Linked DNA regions of Zea mays: region 2 is linked to region 1. A link is a contact called in public Hi-C data. All regions are on one chromosome and are shown on one strand. Each heading gives the region's core, a stretch centred on a gene start, on an enhancer-like site or on the middle of the called end of the contact. The rest is flanking DNA. Distances are from core to core; before and after follow the strand shown. Region 1 holds the start of LOC103646589 (myosin heavy chain-related). Region 2 holds the start of LOC100280507 (AKIN gamma).

Region 1 (7,435 bases), core at 2,248-4,747:
GAATCAAATTATTGTACACAATATTGGTGTCTATTTTACATAATCTTACTGGAGCAATTTATTTTACATAATATTGGAGAAATAAAAACTTACTGCAAGCCACATAATCAAAGATCTCTGAGGTTATCTTGGTCCTTTAACCTTAAAGTAATTGTTTTCTAATTTAATATTAGCTTCAACTAACCTTGCAACCATCCAATTTGCCTTCTCAAGGTTCCAAGATTAACTCTTTAGTCTTAGCTAATGTGTTTGCAACTATACCTAAAAGGCAACTACTTCTCAATAGCTCATCTTCATAACAGCCTATACATGAACAAAGTATCATTGAGCCATTTCATCAGTACAATAAACAATCAAGCTGGTACACGCTAGCTCATAGCCAGTTGCAGAACTGGACAAGATGCATGTGCATGCCAAAATGTTTCAGTAGAGATGGGCCTCACAATTCCTCAGCTTTTATGCTTATAGAATCAACTTTCACTTAAAGGTGTCTTACATTGGATGAAACATCAAAAGTCTTCGCCTTTTTCAAGCGAAACATTCCTTTTTACATGTAGCTAGCTGGGCGTTGTCTAAAGTAGCTTCAGAACTCAGCAGTCGGTACTGATGCAATGGACTATTATTAAGATAACAATTATCAGATGGTCATAGAAAACCATCCGTTGAGTTCTGGAGAAGCATACCAGATTTCGCCAACCAATTTGTGCGTTAATCTCGAGCAAAGTGTAAAAAGGTAATTATGCTTGTTTTAAGTTAAAGATCCCTTATTCTTACAACTAGCAAATGTTTATATTTAGTATCATGGGTGGCTTGGAAACTACTCTCTCCATTCTAAATTATAACACGTCTTGACTTTTCTGGACAATTATGCCCGGATTCATATGTATCTAGAAGCGTTAAAAATGTCTTATAATTTGGAAAGAGATGAGTATATAAGAAAACCTATTCAGACAAATTACCCTTTATGGCTTTATACGTTTTGTCAAATTAGTGCAAAACTGCAGCTAATCACTTCAATAGTGACTGAATCAAGAAACTATATAGCTCTAGGCGTTAGCTAAGCTTTCCTGTTTGCATGACTGCACTTAAAGGTGTACTTCACTGAAGGAGGAGGTCAAAAGTTTTCGCTTTTCAGAAGTATAAAGCATTCCCCTTTTTACATACAACTAGGACGGCATTGTTCAAATTTATAAGTAGCTTCTCAGCTCAACAGTTAGCACCTATGCAGTCCACTATCCGATAACTATTCTCAAGTGGCTATAATAATGCTTCCTTGGAGGCACGGAATACCATATCAAGCTCATGGAAACCACCTTGTGTACTACGTTGGCAAAAGGCGTTCAAAGTATCGCCATAGCTCGCAATGCACTGTATGCAGGCAGTTGATCCTCAGTTTTGGTTAATAAATTAATAAAAAAAAATATTTTATTCATTTTGAAACTCAGCTAAATTAACGAGTCATTAGTTTGCTGTTCAACATAAAGCAATCACACACGTCTATATCACAACATTTTACTGCACAGAAGTTTTCACATTTTAACTGTCAAGCATTTTCTGGACCTTTCGATTTCGTAAATCGTAAGAGGCTTTGTCAGACACAAACATGACCGAGTGCACAATCTAAACAGAATATTCAAGGAAGCAAACAAATACAACTACAAGCAAGAGATTTAATCCAAGATAGTAGTTCCTGGTTTGCTTTACCTCCATTGCACTACCGTTACTCATCAGATCTGCTGAAAACCACCGAGGATGGCCGTTGCGCCGACTTCCCTTACCATCAGCCTCCAAGACCTTGCTCTTACTTCTCGACCTCTTGGACACCTAAAAATCACAACACCAATTGATGAACCACGGAACAGATTGCCGCCAATTGGGACAACAGGACACCAGAGCACCCACCTTCGTGGAGGCGCCGCTCCACAGGACCAGGCTCCGGCGCGCCGCCGCCGCGTCCCCGTCAAGCAGACCACCGCTGCCCATGTTCTGCCAGAACGCGTCGACGAGCCTCCTCGCAGACGCGGACGGCAGCGTCCCTTCGGCGACACGGTTGCCGCTGCCACGGCAATGCCGGCTCCGGGACGACTCCGACATGTCCCCGCCCGCGCTGGTCCGGTGCCGCGGCAGCCGCACCGCGGGCCGCCTGGACCGCAGCCTCCTCCCCACCGCCGCCGGGTCCGAGCCCCCCGACGACGACACCGCGCGGCGCTTCCGGATCTTGTTGGCCAGCCTCACTGTCGCAGCGGCGGTAGCCTCGTCAGCACCTGCTCCTTCCTCCGAATACAGCCTCGGCATTGCAAGCTAAGCTCCCAAGATTCTTCTCGCCTCCTCCTCCTGCTGTTCGCCGACACCAGCCAGGAAGAAGCGCAGAGCAACGCGACTGCAGTCAGTGCTCAGTCCCACCGGTCACTGATGCGGTCAAGGAGTGGTGTGCCTATGATGACAAGACTGTCACATCAAACCGATCGAAAGGGAAAGAGAAACTAGGCGAAAGCAAAAGAGGTAAAGGATGGAATCGATGCAGCTTTAAAAGAAGGAATAAGAAGCAGGGTCCGGCGAGTGGAGCAAGAACTGGCGAGCAGAAGAGGGTGGATGTGACCATGTCCATCACACACACAGACGCACACAGAGCGCCATTGGGATTTGGGAACCAAGATTCGTCCCCAGTCTCGCCTTTGAACAGACCAGAGTCCAGAGCAACGAACCAACGATGATCGTCTCGAAAATGCGCGAAAAAGGTGGCCCCGAAATTTGCAGTGGGGTTGTCCAAGATTTAAAATGTGCTTGATTTGCAAAGAGATACTCCGAAGAAGGAAACAGCTTTCGCAGAGACCAAGGAACACAGAGTTCTATGGACCACAGAGCTGCCCCAACGAACGTCGGCACCAGCGGGCAAGACTAGCCTCGAGGTATCGTGGACCGGGAGACCCAAAGGAAAAGGTAGAAGAAGAAGAAGCAGCCAAGTGCTCGCTGGCATCGAAGAACAGAGTGGCGTACCCATTGATGTGCTGCCTGGCGCGCCTGTACGAGCTCGGATCAGCTGCTGCGAGTGCTGGCTCTGGCCCGTGCTGCCATCATGAGGCTTTGGAGCTTCTGCTCAGGCGGCGCATCGCAAATTCGCAACTCGCACGAGTGGGGAGATGGACGGACGGGGGACAGGGATGATAGTGCGGGCGTGTGTCAGTGCGCCCCCGCGTACTGTTGTGTATCGTCTACGTCGTGCGTGCATGTGTCGATCTGCTCGAGGTCGGGCCGGGCAGGGCGCGAGGCGCGTGAGCTTGTCCCTCCTTGCCGAGGGTGGTCCGGTGGTGCGTATGATTGGAGCTTGTCGGAACGGCGGGCTGGTGGCGGTGGAGCATGGACGGATGGATGGACGTACGCTAGCTACGCCCGCCGGTGAGGGGTCTGGGGAAGCGAGGGATAGGCGGGCGAGGTTGGGAGCACGAGGGAGTAGGAGTGTAGGACGTCGGCTTGCGGCGGGCTCCTGCTGCGCTGTACGCTGCCGGACCGGGGGCCCGGGAAGAAGATGAGGGTGGCTGTCAGACTCAGCACATGGGCCGTGCCGTTGTTGTACCTATGCCTTCGTATTTGTTTGTCCCTAACTCCCTATGCACGTGTAAACATCATGTTGGAACATATCCGAAAAGTTATACGGATATTAAAAAAATTTATCTTCTTTTTCGATTACAAATAAATAGCTCATAGAATCTACCATATAAATTTGATTATTATTTGTAGTACTGATCTTATTATTCATAAAATGTAAACCTCAAATTTATTCAATCTTTTCTCAAATGGTAGATATAAAATCCAAATATGGATATGGATTCAGATGATTTTTATATTTTTTGTAGGGAGTAAACAATACAAAAAAACTATACAAATTTTTTTTATAATATGCTTAACAACATAACTAAAAATTAGTATCAAATTTTATGCAAATCTATTTTTAAAAAATTAAGTTTGTCCTATAATTCCGATGTTTAAAATCCAACCCTATAAATATGCTTTTACTTGATATGTGTGTGAGAGAGTGAAAATATATTTTAACATGGTTTGTATACATATTGATTTGCCACGATGCACTATGGGTGCGTTTTGTTCAGCTTTTTAAACCTGATTTTGCTTTGAAAAAACAGAAGCTCAACCAAAGAGATTTAACTTATCTGCAGCTACTTTAGAAAGACAACTTTTATATAGTAAAAATTTGAAAGCGACTTGAACTATGCTTTTGCTGCTTATCCACGTTCGCCATGTTAATAAAGAGATGTTGTAAATAGAAACAAAAATGATTAAAAATAAATAAGTGTTATAAAAATGAAAGTAAATTTTTTATTAAAACAATATTTAAAATTATGAATAAAAATATTTTTAATAAAAAATATTGATCAAGAGATATAGTTAAATAAAGTGCATTTAAGCAATGTATACTTCCTTTCCATGGCAATCAACAATGGGGTCGTAAGGAAGATATAAACACTACCGGAATCAAGCGCTTTGCTGATTGTTTTTTGTCGGGCACTCGGCAAAGACTTATTTGTCGAGTGCCGCACTCGGTAAAGTCCTGCTCTCGGTAATGACCGCGTTTACTGAGAACAGGACTCTCGGCACAGAAATACACTCGGCAAAGAAATCTTTGTCGAGTGCCAAGCTTTATTTGGCACTCGGTAAAGAAGCTTCTTTACCGAGTGTCCTGAGTATGACACTCGGCAGATCATGTTGTGCCGAGTGCCTTCCTTGGGCACTTGGCAAAGTATATGTTTATTTTTTTTATTTTCTCAACCAAACTTTTTGGGGTATGTTTCTACACTATGTAGACTTAAATGTTCTATTTTGGCACAGTTATAAAAGTGTTTGCTATAACTATTCGATTTAGTTCGTTTAGTTGAATTTTTTTAGATAATTTAGATTTGAACTGCAAGTCACTCGAAAAATGGAAAACCGTGAATGCAAAAATGATATACGTGTTAGTTAACACAAGTTACGACCGATTTCAGGAGCAGACCAAAATTTCCGAACACCATTCTCATTAAACATGACCGTGAACTTGTCATCAAGTTGTTTAAAAATTGTATAAAACACAAATGAAGTCAAAAAATAATGAAACAATGCCACATGTCACGATATCATATGTAGAGGATGTGATAAAAATTTGAGAATGTTTCGAGAAAGTTGTGACGCACTATGTGTACAAACCTAAGTGACCTACACATGAAATCATAGAGTTTCAATGTAGGTCACTTAGGTTTCTACACATATTGCCTCACAACTTTCTTGAAACATTCGCAAAGCGCTCGATGCTGTTAGTGAAAGGAGACATGTTCCCTTCCTTTCCATGGCAACACAAGCACAAGAGATAGAAGACAAAAGGTAGGGAGACTCTTTCCTTGTTATTCATTTTGAGTGGTACATATTCATTATATAGAGAAGTAGAGTACCTTGGGGCTAGAATTGTATTAACCCACATAACCCTTCGTAAGGTTTCTTAACAATCCGTACTTCAGATTTGTCTGGTGCCAATTTAGGGCTTGTTCGGTTAGCTCTCAATCTATGTGGATTGAGTGAGATTGGGTGGGTTTAAATCCCAAACAAGTCAAAGTTATTCTAATTTTTTTCCAATCCTATCCAATCCATATATAATGGGAATAACCGAACAAGGCCTTAATGATCATGTGATCATATTTGTTGATAAGACGGATGATGCTCTTTCAACGTGTCATATGCATCCTGGGAAAGTTCTTATGGCATTAGGCCATACATCATTTTCAAGATTGGGAGTAAATCGGTGTGAATGATTTAAAGTGCCATTTCAATTCTTTTATTTTGGAAAAAATAGAGTCAACTTAATGGACTAGCTTATTTATCTTAAAATTTAATGTTCTATAATTTTCCAAGTTTACATGTAAGTCTATCTCAAATTTATATGATTGGAAATGGACATTGAATCTAGAAATCACCATGCTAACTTTTTTAATCTATAACTTACAACATGGTATTTAACCCACTCTTTAATAGCAGAAATAGAGCACTAATATTACCTTTATTTTATTATATGATCAGCAGTACTACACAAATGTATTTTATATATAACCATATTAGCTTAATTAATCTATGTTTAAATTATGATTATTAGAATAGATTTAAAATCCAAAGATCTACACAGACCTGGGGTAATGCCTCCATAGTGGTTTTGCACGTTGTTGAACTCCACCATATTTGAAGTACCAAATGTGAGTTACAAGGATTGGAGTTGAAAAATAACATTGGAGGACTTTGAATTTACTCAAATGCATCTTTTTTTATTACCTTTAGATACTAGTACTGGATACGTTTTCTCTGTAAGATAAGGTTCGCAGAGACGGACAATGCCTTCGTTTGTGGCTACATGCATGTTTAAGGTTGTTTTCAGCAACGTCTATTAAATTTCATTCTCTAAATGAATATTATCTATCCTTTACAGCACACTCTAAAATATTTCGTCATCTATATCTTCGCCATCTCCAACAACATCCTCTAAATTCGGTTCTTTAACTACATTAATTTTTTTGCCCTTTCACATAAAATCGTAATTTTAATCTCGGAAATTGGATCACAGTGAGTTTGAAAAACTTACATTTTTTTGGAAATGCATTAATCATCGTCCAAACCATTTTTTAATGGAGCCATCCCTGTCTTCTGAAATCCCATCAATAAATATATAAAGGTTTTCTCCACTGTTTTGGACACCACGAGCAACAAGACGACAACATGGAGCGGCAGCGTCGGGCCTTGCCTCCTCCACACAGCCTCGTCGTCGTCGAAGCCGACACCAGAAAGGAGGTGTTGCACGCGATGGGAAGCTTTTGAGCTAGCGCGGGAGCGAACGAGAGGCAGCGGCACGGGAGGGAACAGTGGATAGCGAGCGGTCGCCTGTGCGCCACATTTACCGAATGAAACGTGTCCACCAAAATTTAGCGTCTCCTTTACAGGACATTGTTGGACGCGTTGGGTAGAACTTCATCCCTTAGTTTTATCGTAAGCGTCCGTTACCGGAGACAATTTAAATCAAGATTTTGAAAGGCAGCCATAATGGCCACATCTGGGAATCGATTTAAAAAACAAAAATATGAGCCCAAAGACAAGCCTGTTCTAGAGCCCACCGCCAAGCTCTTCCAGGAGCCCACAATTGAGCCCATTCAAAGTGCGCCCCATCGCTTGGCCTACTCTAGACGCACTGCCAGCATCGAGCCCACTTCATATGTATGGTCGTTAGCTGTCTTGGGTGTATAGATGATATCGTTTGGAGAGTAAAATTTGACATTTGGAAGGAGATAGAGGATATGATAGGAGAGTTGTTGAACAGTGAGCCTACTCACCGCTGTGGACACCACCTAGCTAGATCCAACTACAATGGAGCTCTACTCATCTCTGCATTGGATCTACTATAAGGAGTGAG
Region 2 (7,216 bases), core at 4,510-7,009, 610 kb after region 1:
TCTTATTTTCAGGTAATTCGTCTATCTCATCACGTGTCATTGAATTCAAAATATAGTGTTGCGATTCTAACGTTTCATCCATTTGCAGGAAATGACTACTCAACTCGGCCCTGATATGAACTTGCCCGCTTTTCGCCCTCCCAAGGTAACACTATCTGAACACTTCAATTCCATAGCAACTCTTTTTTATTATCAAAAATGGCTCGCAGGCACAAGGATGGGGCCAGGACAAGCTCCAGTGTCGCAGCCACAGTGGACCGGTGTTGGGTGGACGCAGGCACCTCCAGGCACTTGGACGCCTCCACCACCCCAAGGATCGTAGCCATTTCAAGCGTGGATGGCACCGCCACCGACGGGGTGGGTGCCACCACCTCAGGGGTGGTCAGCACAACAGTACCCGTGGATGCATGCACAACCTCCTTATCACCATGGATCACAGGTGACGTTCCATGTTTAGTTTTATGCAAATAGTGACCAAACATAGCCAGTATAGGGATAGCAAAACACATCCTTATTTGAATGATTGATGAATTGCAGGGTTCAGCGTCACATGCTCAGGAGGGTGTTGTCAACGTCCACGACTTCCTCGTCCATGGTTCTGGAGGGAGTGGCCACCTTCCTGGTGGTGGAGGAGGGAGTGGCCAAAACTCCCACAGCCCGCAGGAGTGATTAGTGAGTAGTGAGTTTGTTTGAAACTATGGACTTATGGTATTGAAACTATGTATGGACTATGGACTATGGACTATTTATGTATATGTGAATGTGTTTTGTGATATGTATATGTCAATGTGTTTTGTGATATGTATATGTGAATGTGTTTTGTGAATTGTGTATTTTGCTTGTGAATCTGTATATGTGGTATTGTGAATTGTGTATTTTGCTGTCAATTAAAAGGTGCAGAAAAATCTGTTTTGTGGGGGGTATCATAAATTTTCGTCGGCCTCCAATCAGGCCGACGAAAATACTGCCCAGCTATTTTCGTCGGCCACCATCAACCGACCAACTATTTCCGTCGGTACCGACGGAAATAGTTGATTATTTTCGTCGAACTTATTTTCGGCGGCTATTTTCATCGGTTTAAGCTTATTTTTGTGGGCTTTTGGCCCACGAAAATTTAGGTGTTTCCTGTAGTGGCCATGATCCCGATCGTACTCCTCCCGGTGCCTTATCTCGTTTTCGTGTCGTCGTTCGCATGAACCATTGATAGAGCTCCGCGCGTCTCGCCGACTGTTGATGGCGTGCCGCAGATCGCTTGAAGGATGAGCGAGGGGCAGAAGGTGATTAGCTACCCGAGTGAGCAGCCGCCGATAGCCTTCAGCATCCGGAGTCCGTGGGAGGCCATTAGCTATCCGAGCCAACACTCCTCCGACTTCACTCGGCGTGTTCATTGCACGAGCAAAGTCAGGGTTCAAGTTTCGCGCGAAGAGAGGGTTCTCTCGGCGTAACCTCGCATCCTGCTCAGCTTGTTCTCGATCTCGGTCTTGAGCTTGTTGGCGGTCACGTCGACGAGAATTCCTCCTTTGTCTAAAGACTCGTTCGTCAGGAGTTTCTCCTACTTCTGAGACTTCATCCAGGGATACGGGCTGTGCTGGGTCTCGCTCCCTAGCCTCGTGATGTCACCGAATATTCCGGCGTCTGTTCCTTCGTCATCGAGCTTCTCGCTGGGGAGGCTCTTCCCCTGGCATGGTTGGCTCATCGTCGGAGATGGGAGATGACTCCAATCTCCCCTCGATGAAGAGGACGTCGGGGTAGAAAGGGGTTGATGTGGTGATGAATTTCTTTCCGTCCTTCTTTGAGGGCGAAGGTATCGGAAGGATAACTTGACGGGCCTCCATCCCGCTTGCTTCTTTTTTTCCTTGTAATCCGTGTCCACTCCTTTGTGGGCGAAGTGGGCAACGGGGTTCTTCGGGTGAGTGAATTCCTGGCTCTCGACTTGCAAGAGGCAGTCTTCGTCTGAGGCGTAGGAGGTTGCGCTATCTATTGTCTCGCTCCGACTTTCTCGGAGATTTTCGAGGAAGGCCTCTTCTCCGACGGATCCGATATGCGGTGCAGAATTCCCATCTCATCCGCTACGGACGAGATGGTCCCGAAGCAGAATACGGATCCAGGGCGGAGAGCGATCTTGCATTGGGAGGTGACAGCCATTGAGCTAGCTTGGATCAACGACACACCCCCTACCTAGCGCGCCAGCTGTCGGTGTTTGGAGCCCGACCGCGCACTCAGGGTTACCCCTCGTGGTGCTTTTGGGTAGGACGGTGCTGTTGAATGTAACTCAATGGTTCGTGCGAGATGCACGAGGGATGACAGATGGTTTTCTACAGGTTCGGGCCACTTTGAGATGTGTAACACTCTACTTCCTGGCGTGGATCTTTATGTGGTAGGTTACAAGGGAAGTCTCCGGTATGGAGAAAAGCTAGTGAGCTGAGTAGATGGTCGATATATGTTTTGATGGGGTGCCCCCTAGGCCTTATATACTTGACTGTGGGGCACTACATGCGTATATGATGACGATGTGTTCCCAAGTAATAGTGAACCGACTAAACTTATCTTACTATAATCTTGCTGACTTATCCTTATTTTGTTCCGACGTCCGAGGGCGCTGCGCGGGAGAATCGGGCTAGCGCTTTGGATAATGTTTAAATCCAATGAACCGCTTGGACCTAAGTCTGGTTTTTCCTCGTGTCGGCCCATTCTGCCAGTAATCCTCCCCTGGCCCACGAAGGGACGGCCTTACGAGACGATAGGCCCAAAGCCTTTCGTGAGGCCTTCTTGCCTTCTAGTGGACCCGGAGGTTATCCGTCCCCCACAGATACCCATGGATAAAATATACTATCCGTACCCTACCCGACGTATTTCGGGTACCCGACCCGACAGGATCCACGGGTGAGTTTTTCAACCCATATCCATGTCCATCGGGTACGAAACCCGTGGGTATCCATACCCACGTGTCCAATTGCCATCCCTAGGTGCAGGGTTGTGGGAGGAGTGGGAGGGATGAGGAATAATCAAAATAATATTGTTCATTAGATTTGAGTTATTAAAAAAGATGAGGTTGTCTAGCGATATGGACCGTTAGTTTTGATGATATGTTAAGTCTGGTGCAATTTGTTTAGTGGATTTAGTAGAGGTTATGGATATCGTGGTGATTTAGTTAGATGAGTTTTGTAAAATTTAAACATGTAATTATATAGTGGTATAGATTAATGTTGAATTTAGAAAAAGTTGTAGATTTTGAGGCTAGAATTACTAAAATAAGATATCAAAGAAAAAGACATTGCCAAGAACGAGGTGGAGCTCTTAAGACTAGCTCCAACAAGGAGCTCTAAAGGGTCCTGTACCCTAAATTTAGAGGACAAGAACGTCCTCTACTCCCTCCAGCAGCGTCCTCTAAACGGTCCTCTAAATTTAGAGAACGCTGCTGGATCCTCTATATATAGAGTTTCTCTAAACGGTTCTCTATTTATTTGAATACTTTAAACAACCGGTTTAGTAAAACTAAAATATGTACAATATATTTGAGAGTATGACAAATACGTATGTATAAAAATTAAAAATTAAAAAATATTTTTAATATAGGTATTTACATATAGATGACGTGATTTAGAGGACGTTTTTGGAGAGGAAGTAGAAGAACAGAAAAAAAATGAGCTGATGGACGTGTCGGATCGATCATCATCTCATTCATGCGCACCCGCCAACTCAAACGAAGCTGCCGACCTGCCGGTCCTCTAGGGGTCCATTGCATCAACGATATCTTGATGGGGACACGGTTGCAGGAGAGACGAGAGATATTTTAACCGGACGAAGAGAAAACGGATAAGCATTAAGCAGCCACGGTGACGCTGCATATGGCCCACGTGCAATCAGCCTGGCCGATCTCACCACCTCTGCCTCAGATTGTTCTTGGCGCACACCACACCTTACACGGGGTTAAAACATCTCCCCCACCATGTCACCGTCTCCCTTAAAATCTGCTATAGCTGATTGAAAAAAAAAACTGAATTGTAGAAAATAGGAAAGAGCTGGTCAACCAGATCGAGGAAACTCTACTCCTGAGCACGTGAGGCCATCTCCAACAGAGCATGTAAACAGTTATATAAAGTATTATTTTGTGTTGTAGATTATAATATTTATAAAATAGAATTTAAAATAATAAGTAAAATAAGGATTATGATAGAGAATCTACTATAGATAGTCAAGCAGTGGGTTCTAATGCGCGCGTGCGTTGCAACATGTAACGATGCGAGAGCCCAGACAGCCCTCACGCTAGTCATGTTCGATTCACGAGTGACATATGAGCACAATTAATAATAATTGCTAATGCACAGTTACAAGTAGATGTGGATCATTTATTCTATTAAACGTTGGTCCATCACGTGTCAACCACAAATCAACATAAAAACATTTAGACTAAACTAGGGCCGGACAAAATACTTGTGGCCCTCAGCTCGCTCGGCTCACGGTAAGTTCGGCTTAATTTGACTCGTCTCATTTTAATTTTGTCATGAGCTGAGATAACATCTCAACTCGGTTTGTTAATGAGACAGTTTAAGCTAGCTCAATAACTCAAATGAGCTCGTATTTTTCAGCAAAACACAGCCTTCACTTGTTTTGGATGCACTAATAAGTGATGAACTGTTTTAGTTTGATGTTTATTTGATGTGGAATGTGAAATTGTGAGTGTTATTACACTTTTCTAGTGTTAAATTGGTCTAGAATTAATTATCAATTAATTATATTGTTGTATATATATTGTTTTTAGTCATGCCTCGCGAGTTAAATAAACCATCTCAAGCTCACAAACAAGTCGAGCCGAGCCGATTCTCTGGCTCAATTTCTTAATAAGCCGAACCAAACTGAATCGAGTTGGCTCAGTATCCGTCCTAGATAGAACCAGAGCCGTTTCCGTTTATCACCCGGTCCCTTAAGAGGGTGACCAGTTCATATACTTTCATATACTTTTATACTTTTTGGTTAATTGTATGTATTTAGGTTATATTTATAATCTTCAGAACTAATAGTTAGCTGCTAAAATTAACAGTTTTCTAATCACTCTTAGCTAATGCTCTACTAATTATTAATTAGTTCACAACTAACAGTTAATTTATTAGTTGACTCAATCCAGCTAACAATTTATGAGCTTGCTAAAACTAATCCGGCTAACAATTCGTTAGCTAGTTAACCATTAGTTTTACATATTCTAAACATGACCTTAGTGTGGCTGAGATAAAAAAATAATACAGGATTCTAATTATGATTTTTATTTTGTACAAGTACACTCTTAAAGTCCTTATTTTATCTAGTTATTATGTTTTAAATCTTTAAAATATTAATATCACATGATATTTACTAACAAAACTGTCTTTTACAATGGCGTGCATTGGCGCATTTTTCAACATTTGTGGAACGTTGTAGATGCCACGTCGTCGTATCCAGCCGATCCCCGGGATCGTAGTCGGTGCCGCAGCGGTTTTTCTTCAGCACTAGCAGTACTAGGCGAAACCAGCAGTACAACCTGCCCGGCGTGTCCACCTGTTCAGTGACATGTGGACCATACCTTCCGTGGCGGGCCCCGAGGGCCATCCGACCGGCGGCACTCGGTCGCCTTCGTGAGGTCGTCCCCCCTTCCGTTGACGGGACGCGCACAAGCGCAGCCGCAGAGCACACTCCACTGCGGCCGAAGCAAAGCAAGACGGCGGTATTAGTATTTAGTAGGCACCAGCGGCTTGCTCCGCGTCGTCATCGGTAGCGCGCGGTCGCGACTGGCTTCTCGTAGCAGCTTATCTACAGTAATAATCACAAGAGCCTACTAGGTGGTGGGAGCAGAGCAGCACTTGCAATTGCAACCAGCAAGCGCAAGAGAGGAGGGGGCTCAAGAGTCTTGACGCGTCTAGCCTTCGCAGAAAAGGGTTCAAGCGAGAAGAGGGGGGGAGAGGGCACGGGTTCAGAGCTGGAGGAGATGGAGAGCCCGCGCAGCCCCGAGGCGGAGATCGGCCACCGGGTGGAGGACCTCTGGGAGGTGGCGGAGCCGCAGCTCTCGCCGTCGGAGAAGCTCAACTCCTGCTTCGAGGACATCCCCGTCGCGTCCTTCCCGCGCACGCACCCGTCCCAAGGTGATATCCTGTTTATCAATTACTTTTGCGGTTGCCTCGCCCCCTCCTCCTTCGTGCCTTGCTTACTGTACTGCTCGCTAATTTGTATCCGGTCCCTCGTGCGTGTTCAATCGAAATAATTTTTTTTCTTCAAAAAATCGTCTTGATGTAGCGAAACGTAAACCTCTGTATCCATCCAGCGTCACATCTGAGTTCGCGTTCGCGTGCTGTGTGATCCAGTCGAACAGCTCTCTTGTTCCGGTGTCAGTTGCATTATTTGTGTCTGTATCGTAGTTTTGTTGGCGTTGGCAGGAGCCCCTTGCTCATATGTCACTGTGGTGCTGATCTGCTCCAGTAGAGCCAGTCTGTGCTAGGTTGCCGTTCTTGTCATTTCAGGGTTGCAGACATGGAATTTTTAAGGTCTTATTTCAATGGACGATCCAGTGGATGTTCTCTATAGCCCTTGCCTCCTATGGTCAGCTCAGTGGGCATGTCTTCTCTGAACCAAATGCATGGGCCTTGACGAACTGTTCTTAATACAGTGATAGTGTCACACGATTTCTCTGATATCAGATTACACGTATATCTCGTTCTTTTCCTTCCTAGGTCCAGTGATGCGGTAGAGGTCTAATAGTACATAAGACAAGTATATGTATGTTAGTTGGGGTGTCGTTTTCATCTCTTGACCAACTCAGCAAGAGACGTGGAGCACTTTCTTTGTCGGCATGATGTGTGTCACTGTGTGGGTTGATGTGGATAATTCATAATTATCAGCTTGCTCAGAAATCATCGAGCTGCCATGATTGCAAGAGGCATCTTCTCGAACAGTGAGGCTCCCATTACCATATTTTGTCTTAGTTGTGAACCTGCTATCTCCAAGAGTTTCCAAAACTCTCACTCCTAATCTAGATTTTTTTAGCAAGATAAAAAGAACTGCTCTCCAACAACTCTCTATCTTAACTCCGAATCTTTCCGCGCTTAGGTAAGTCAATGCAATCGCGCAGATAAATACGCGCGGAAAGAATAAAAAGGCAGGACAAGGTTCCTGATGCAAATATACAAAGAAAATATAAAATTGGTTAGTATGATTTAGAAGCAGTGCATGAGTCTAGATGTAAAATTAT

Evidence for each region. A called contact is a pair of places that touch in the nucleus more often than the background predicts.
Region 2: a Hi-C map of ear shows a contact between it and region 1, with 3 times the contacts expected there. The contact joins the promoter of LOC100280507 here to the promoter of LOC103646589 in region 1. A contact is called at or near these places in 2 of 25 Hi-C or Micro-C datasets (ear and tassel).

The regions. Positions count from the first base shown.
Region 1 is chr2:74,816,579-74,824,013 of Zm-B73-REFERENCE-NAM-5.0, forward strand. LOC103646589 (myosin heavy chain-related) reads right to left here and starts at 3,498. Exons shown (of 4, transcript XM_008671297.3): 1 at 2,998-3,498; 2 at 1,903-2,434; 3 at 1,705-1,824. The coding sequence starts at 2,295.
Region 2 is chr2:75,426,449-75,433,664 of Zm-B73-REFERENCE-NAM-5.0, forward strand. LOC100280507 (AKIN gamma) reads left to right here and starts at 5,760. Exons shown (of 6, transcript NM_001291619.1): 1 at 5,760-6,113. The coding sequence starts at 5,960.